Regions from separate parts of the Arachis hypogaea genome. Here region 1 is linked to region 2. The links are chromatin contacts, called in public Hi-C maps. All regions are on one chromosome and are shown on one strand. The core of a region is the stretch at or near the end of the contact, and the rest is flanking DNA. Distances in the headings are between cores, read along the strand shown. Region 1 holds the start of LOC112750036 (potassium transporter 6). Region 2 holds the start of LOC112750032 (putative potassium transporter 12).

The links. A called contact is a pair of places that touch in the nucleus more often than the background predicts.
Region 1: a Hi-C map of an unstated tissue shows a contact between it and region 2, with 2.6 times the contacts expected there. The contact joins the promoter of LOC112750036 here to the promoter of LOC112750032 in region 2. A contact is called at or near these places in 3 of 8 Hi-C or Micro-C datasets (leaf and an unstated tissue).

The regions. Positions count from the first base shown.
Region 1 is chr15:26,452,883-26,456,989 of arahy.Tifrunner.gnm2.J5K5, forward strand. It overlaps LOC112750036 (potassium transporter 6), which reads left to right and starts at 1,691. Exons shown (of 8, transcript XM_025798538.3): 1 at 1,691-2,655; 2 at 2,875-3,364; 3 at 3,500-3,553. The coding sequence starts at 2,620.
Region 2 is chr15:26,248,221-26,252,634 of arahy.Tifrunner.gnm2.J5K5, forward strand. LOC112750032 (putative potassium transporter 12) reads left to right here and starts at 1,493. Exons shown (of 9, transcript XM_025798529.3): 1 at 1,493-1,945; 2 at 2,266-2,494; 3 at 2,571-2,819; 4 at 3,173-3,223; 5 at 4,327-4,414. The coding sequence starts at 1,697.

The DNA.
Region 1 (4,107 bases), core at 441-2,940, 200 kb after region 2:
GATGTTATGAGTAAATTTATCAATTGAATAAATTAATTTAAGAATTTGACATTTTTTCAAATTCAATTATGATAAAATTTAAAATTATGTTTAACTTGATAATTATTTATGCAATAACTAAAAAATGATATGTGTATGGATGTAATATCTAATAAACATGAATTTAATTTTTAAATGTTAGTTGTATGTATTTATGGATGTTATGTATATGGATTTATGAATGTTATGCGTATGAACTTAGTTAGTACACTTACTATACTATAATTATGCACATAAAAACACACAAAAAAAATCAATTTATTATCATATCTCATTAAAGTTAGTGTGGTTTTTCATATTTTAGAAAATTGATTGACTGATAACAACTTCATCGGGTGAGTCTGTCTATTATTCAAATTTTTCAGCACCTTCTGCCATAAGTACCGTATTAAGGTCGAATTCAAATGACATACTATTTGCAATGATAAAGACGAGTTCTTGTAAAATTTCTTGACTTATACACTATTGCGCTTGCAATGATATTATTCTTGTGATTTTTGAATGAACATGATTGAATTAACGGAAGACATATATTAGGGTAGTTTTCATGTTTCATATCGAGTAAGTCATGATAAATGTCTTAATGGGCAAGAATCAATTACAATTATTGAATGTAATTGATACTATCATTACGGTTCTTTATTATTATTATTATTATTATTATTATTATTATTATTATTATTATTATTATTAATTGTTATTGTATTTTTAAATATAAAAATTAAATTATAAAAAAGATATTAAGTATTGATGACAAGAATGTCTAATAGTAAGGGATATGATATTATAATTAATATCATTAATAAATGGAGTTGATAAAAATATGATAAGTGAAATGATAAAAGAGTAGGATAAAAAATAAAACTGTTATTAGGTGATATAAATGAAGTAAATTATGAAAAATTTTATCTAATTATAGCTGAAAATTTTTTGTTACCAAACTTTTTTCTTCAACAAATGTGATTAAAAACAAAATAATAAACTTATAATTAATATAACATAATATTAGAATTAATTTAAAACATATATATATATATATATATATATATATATATCTTTTTTAGTTCTTCTAAAGCACACATGGGCCATGTGAAATTGGATTCGTCTTGATCTGAATCTGAATCTGATCCTAAATAATGATGGATCTATTTTTGAAACCTATATCCGATCCTAAACTCAATGAAATCATACCAAATTAACTCCAAATTATTCGAGTCTGGACCGAATCTTCGGATCGGATCGGATCATGTGCACCCCATGTTTAATGGATTTGGATTTTTTAAATTTTGAATTTTACTTTAGAAGTGTGATTTCTCACCATTTATTTCATAGATGGATCAAGAGAAAATATGAAAAAGAAATTATTCAAATGTGAGAGATCACACTTTATTCTCTAAAATAAAAATAAAAAATTTAAAAGATCCAAATTTATGTTTAATTGTGTGTAAACTGTAAAGAGAGAAAAGCGAAGAAGATATGAAAAGTATTTTAAATAATAAAAATAAAAATTGAGTAAAAAAATAAAAATAAATTTACCTGAACATACCTGACATATTTCCATGTAATTTATCGTCAAATAGTTACAATTGCAGAGACTGAATTGAACGAATACACAAATGGTTAAAAATCGATTTATGATGTTAAAATTATTAAGGAACCCAATGTCCATAATTTTAGTAATCGAAAATGGCTTTTACAATAAAAACTAACGCCAGAGCCTCCAAACTCCAAACTTCAAACTCCAAACTCGAAAGGCAAAAACCTCTCACCAACCACGCCCATCAAACTTTGCTCAGTGTGTTTAGTTAAATTAGTTCTTTCCTGTTCCTAACTTTCTAGTTTCTATAGCGTGTGATAATTAATCACCGTAGACAAATTTCGTTAATCACTTTCACTTTGTCCAAAAACGCACGCAAATAGTATAATAACTCGTATAATATATTTATATATTTTAAAAGCCTTCTAATTTGTTAATGTATTTATCAGTGCTTTGCATATAAGGTGTGGCTTTTTCTTTCTTGTTTGCTTCCTTCATTCAATGGTTGTTTGTTCTACTGAATACTGATAGCACCCCAACTAAGATACCACCCATTCTTTTCTCTTTTTTCAAGTCTCTATTGGTGTCAATAAAATAATTTAAATTGACATTTCGTGTGAATCTTCCTGTTACTATTTGCACACTGGAGAAGGTGTTTTCTAAAAGGTTGAATTTTTATTTTTTATATTTTGCTCCTCCTTTTTTAAAAATGGATTCCTTGAATTTGTTTAGAACCCCATCATGGATCTGGAGAGTTGCTTCATAGAGAGAGAATAAAATAATAAAAAATGGACAGCTTTTTTTCCGCACACAAAAATACACATATAGTATATATTAGTAATTAGTAATTAATATTCTCATTAATTTCTTTGTACATGAGAGCGTTTTTTTTTTCTCTTTTTAGTTTTGTTTTCTTCTAAAAGTTTTTCCCTTTTTTACTTGAAATCGTGGAGTTTGTTTTAGCCATTGGACTCATTCATCATCATCAAAGAGGGAAAAAAAAAGAGAGAAAGAAATATGGTTCTTTGAGCTAAAGTGTGAGAATGGATCTTGAAGGTGGAACTCGTCGAAACTCAAAGGTGAGAGAAAGATTACAATTACATGGGCATGCTGAAAAACCAGCAAAGTTTCAATTTTTAACTTCATTTCATTCTGGGGTGTTTGTGAAAGATTCTGGTATTCTCGATTTGAACAACGTTGTTTTTAGTGGTTTATCTAAAAAATGTGAGGTTTCTTTAGTTTTTTAATTTTTTTTTTCGTTTTCCTTTTGTTCTGTGATTTTTTTTTTTTGTTTTCAGATAGAGTCATGGAAGACGGTTCTGACTTTAGCATATCAGAGCCTCGGTGTTGTTTATGGTGATTTGAGCACTTCACCCTTATACGTATTTCGAAGCACTTTCTCTGATGAAGTTGGTGATGCTGTGCCCGTGGATAAGATCTATGGTGTGTTATCTCTGGTGTTCTGGACCTTCACTTTGGTTCCTCTGGTGAAATATGTGTTCATAGTGCTTAAGGCTGATGATAATGGAGAAGGTGGAACGTTTGCGCTTTACTCATTGCTGTGCCGCCATGCCAGGGTGAATTCACTGCCAAATGTGCAGGTTGCAGATGAGGAACTCACAGAGTATAAGAAAGATGGTTATGGTGTGGCACCAGAGAGGAGCTTTGCATCAAGGCTCAAGTCAACTTTGGAGAAGCATAAGGTGCTTCAGAGGATTCTTCTTGTTCTTGCTTTGATTGGAACTTGCATGGTGATTGGTGATGGGGTCCTCACACCTGCTCTTTCTGGTGATTATTATTATTCTTCTTATGGCATCACAATTTCCCTTTTTCGTGTGTCTTTATTTATTCATTTTTGAAATGGAAAGTGTTGACCTTGTGTTTAAATTTAATTGATTGAGGGTTTTTGAATTTTTTCTGCAGTTTTCTCAGCTGTGTCAGGATTTGAGCTTTCAATGTCCCGAGAGCATCATAGATGTAAGTTCAAAGATTTTCTTGCGCCTGGTCGTGCTTTTTGTTTTGTTGGTTTATAATTTAAAGAGACGGGTCATGGTTGAATACTCTCTGCATAGTTTTCTTGACCAAAGATCAAAAAGGAGCAAAATAGCAACAGTATTGACTTGCACTTGTTTGACTTTAATTTTTCCTTCTTTTTTTTTTCCCTTCTTTTTCTCCCCTCCCAAATCATAGCTAAACTCATTTCTTCTTCGGTCAATTTTGTTTGATTAACTGGTAATTTATCCCCTTGCTCGTGTCATCTTGCCGACTTGTCTTAATTCTATTGATGGAGTACTCATTGATGGCTCGAAGTCACCAGAAGAACCTTTTGTTTGGGAGCCGAAAGGAGAAAAAAAGGCTTAAGAGGGAGCTCTCTTGTGAAGTTGGTATGAATAGGAATAGCAGTTTACTATTTAGGAATTGGGATAGAACTTGCTTGTCCTTCACTTTCACTATACTATTTGCCTATTTGGTATCAATAGGGGGAAGGGATGGGGATATATTAAGCCTAGCACTGTCGGAAGGGAGGAGAG
Region 2 (4,414 bases), core at 243-2,742:
ATCCGACATACGTGTATAATTGTAATGATTTAATCATTTAAACATAATATTTACGTATTTATAATCTTGTACTTATATGGTTAATTAAACATTTAATTTGAAAAAAATTAATGACTTAAATTTTTTAAATTAAAAAAATTAACAATTTAAAATTTTAAAATTATTCAATACATGTACATAATCTCTTAATACGTTGATATTATATTTTAGATAATATTGTATTTGATTTTTATTTTTTAAGTTCACTCAATTTTATTCAAATAATTTAAAATTTTAAAATTATAAAATTTTAAACTCAAAATTTAAATAAATATAATTTAAATTAATTAATAATTTAATTCAATCCAATAAAAATAAATATACTCATATTATAGTGTTCGTAATATATGATGTTAGTATATTTACACACCCTAAATACTAGTACAAGCAATAACACGAGTATAATCTAATTATTGCTTTATTAAATTCATTATGATGTAACCTATTTTGTTCAACAAATTTATTATGATAGAAAAATATTATTAAATTATAATAGATCTGTTATATTTGTTCTTTTTAATCTATGCCAATAAATTATAGTTCAAATAGCATAGTCTTCTCATATTCAATTAAAAAGTTACGGATTTAAATCTCCTATCTTTGGTAAAAAAAAAAAAAAAACCTATATTTATCAACATATCACCAAATGTAGATATCTGGCGGATACTCAATAATTTTGTTGTGCGTGCTATATAATGGTAAGTAACACAAGAGGAAGAAAATTTATTATAGATATCTAATAAAAGCAGATGATATTTTTTTATTATAGAAGGTATTATTTTAATAAAAAATATTATTCATATACTAAAATCAGTTATTAATGTATTTGTATATATATAATTTAATTTATTTTTGATATATATTTTATATTGATAACAGACTTTATTAATTAATATTAATGTACACATAATATAATCGGTATTTTAATAAATATCAATTAATCGGTAATTTTTTTTCTATTTGATAGTGTTATTTTTATTTGTTTGGTATAAATATTGCCTACGTGATGATGACGGTGTAAAATTAATTAGAAATTAGTAGTCATTTTTATATAAAATTTTTATATAGCTATTCAATTATATATTTTAAAAAATATCATTAAAAGCTTTTGAAATATTTTGCTTATCAAAACAAATTATAATATTTGACGGTAAAAGTTATTTTGATTTTTTGTTTTTTCATATTCCTAAATCACTAAATAATTTTCTATTGATATTATGAATTTACTAATTTAGGAGATACAAAAAATATTTGGATAGTTTATCCTTTGAGGTAATAAAGTAATAATAACGAAGGACTTGTGCTGGAATTATACTAGGTCCTTTCTGACAAGAAAAGTCCAGCAAGAAAACTAGTGCAAAAGAAAAATGAGAGACCCATCTTGTAGGGTCTAAGGTGCCACTCTCATCACATGGCATCTTCCATAAAAACAACATACATATTAGTCTTGTCCATGCTGCATTCAATCATTCATACCATCACAAAAATTAAGCATTGATCCACCTATGGTTTGTACACTTGTCTTCATTTCATTTGTCACACAAATTTGATTAGTAATATTATTTGATCACTAACTCCTTAGTATATTAGACCCAAGTGAGTTTATATTATAAGGTTTCAAAGATTCAGACAATTCACTTTGGGAGTTTGGAGAGAAATGGAAGTTGGTGGGGTTGAAGAGAGCAATGCGAGATTGCTGGAAAGTGGAAGCAATGAAGGGAGTAGTATTGAGTCAAGGTGGGTTGATGGCAGTGAAGTGGATACTATGGAGGTTCCTGCATGGTCAAATGAGGGTAGAGAAGGGTATGGATCAGTGAGGAGGAGGCTTTTGAAGGGTCCCAAGAGATTGAATTCTTTGGATGTTGAAGTCATGGCCATCGCTAAGAGTCAAGATCAACACTCCAAGGTGATTTTGTCATTTTTATGTTTCATGCATGTTTGTTCGTTCTGCATTTTGGGGCTCAAGTTGATCCTTCAAGGATTCAATGAAATCAGTTTTGTTCTTCAATGGTCAATTTCTCGTTAATTGCAGTTACTTGGTACAACACTTCTCTAATGAGCTTGGTATTCATAAGAACTTGAAGCCACCATTTCAATATCATTGATTTTGTTGCTTGTATCCGCCGTCCAACAATTTGAACATTTAATAATTCAAGTGATGCATAATTTCAAATAAACCTCTCAAGTATACAGTTGAAGACATAAATGTATTTTAATGTAAATCAGGATGCTTCACTTTGGCCCACTCTTGCATTAGCATTTCAGACTCTTGGCGTGGTATATGGGGACATGGGAACAAGTCCTCTCTATGTTTTTGCAGATGTCTTTAGCAAGGTTCCGATCGAGTCGGACGTTGATGTCTTGGGGGCCTTATCACTAGTAATGTACACAATAGCTCTTATTCCATTGGCAAAGTATGTTTTTGTTGTTCTCAAAGCAAATGACAATGGAGAAGGTAACAGATTTACTTCCCTCTAACCATTGTTGTAGCTAAATTCCACATTTATTATCATTGAATGGTTCAACTGTAGGAGGAACGTTTGCGCTATACTCCTTGATCTGCAGATATGCAAATGTGAATATGCTTCCGAATCGTCAACCAGCCGATGAACATATCTCTAGTTTTAGGCTCAAACTCCCCACTCCAGAAATGAAAAGGGCTTTAAACATAAAGGAGACTTTGGAGAAGAGCTCATCTTTGAAAACCTTTTTGTTATTGTTGGTTCTGCTGGGAACTTCCATGATTATTGGAGATGGTATTCTAACCCCAGCAATATCAGGTACATAATAAACAACTTTTTGACAAGCACAGAGAAGAGTTATGGTGACATATTCTACTCTTTCAAAGATGAATGCTCAATGTTCATATGTTCATCAGCACATATATAACATTCCTGTATGTTGAATTTCTACTTTTAATTTTTTTTTTTTTTTTTTTTTGAGCTGTATCATCTGATTGCTACTTTTTGTATTAAATTTGATGTATGCATTTGATCAAAAGTAATTCGCCATATTTCCTTGGAGTTTTAATTTAATGTTTATCTTATTCCAAAGTTGAAGTAAGATGTTGTGAAGAAAATATGGTTTGTTTTGCAGCTTAATTTTAACCATGATACTTCTTTATTTGTTGCAGTGATGTCTGCCATAAGTGGGCTGCAAGGTGAAATACATGGATTTGGTACAAGTGGGTACATTTTCCTTTTCTTTCTAATAATTTGATTTTTTTTTTTTTTGAAAGAAAGATAGAAGTGAACATACATATAGTTAAAGTTAAGAGGAAAAAGGGTCAACAAAAATTAGGGGTTGGAAGTTTGTGAAGAAATTCCAATTTGTATTTTATTTAGCTTTAATTACTCTGTTAATCTTTATAATCTCACTCTAATTTTAATTGGATTCTTATAGTTGAAAAATTTGTAATTAGATTTCCATATTAGATGAAAATTTATAATTAAATCCTTACTAGTTTTATTTTTGAGCAATGCTAGGGGACCAGCAACATTTGTGATTGGTAGTTATCAACTAGCCATCAATGATGATTTGATGGTGTGAGATTGGTGTAAAATTTCATCCAATGGCTCACCTTTCTCTGCTGGTTACATGCTGGCCAAAATGCAATAAAATTGCTTGCCCCCTAGACTTTTCTTTTATTTTTTCCAAAAGAAAAAAAAATCGTAATAATCCGAGATTATTTACTTTTAGGATATTCCATAATTTATTTTACGTCAAATACAAAAATGAAAAAATGAACATTCCAATAATATTTTGTATTTTTTAAATAAAAAAAATTTTGAGGGACCTAATTGAATTTTTTTTCCTAATATAGAAATTCTATTACAAACTTTTAAACTATAAAAACTTAATTGAAAAATTGGTAAAATTTTAAGAATGGACAAAATAATTAATCATTTTATTTATTATAACGAAAATGTTTGGTAACCAAAGAAAATTAGCCAAAAACAGGCATAACTTGTTTTATTTAACATTCATTAATTGTTGCAACAATTAATGAATGCTAAATAAGGCACAAAGCATCAATAGTTACATGTTACTTTGGATGGAAATTCTTGTGGTTGGTGCATCCTACCATGAGCAGGGTGCACTTTGGCTAAAAGTAGAACAAGCATGGTCTTTCTGAAAAATGGCTAGTCAACATCTCTTCTCGTACGTTGGATTTTAGAAAGAGGAGTCAAATTTTGCAGCCTTGAACTGTTTATAGAAATGGAGGCATTATATGGATCAAAGGTTAATCATTTTGACTTTGGATGTTTCTACTTTCTAAACTTGCAGATTCAGTGGTTCTTGTTTCAATAGTAGTCCTGGTAGCTTTGTTCAGCATACAGCGGTTCGGAACTAGCAAAGTTGGCTTCATGTTTGC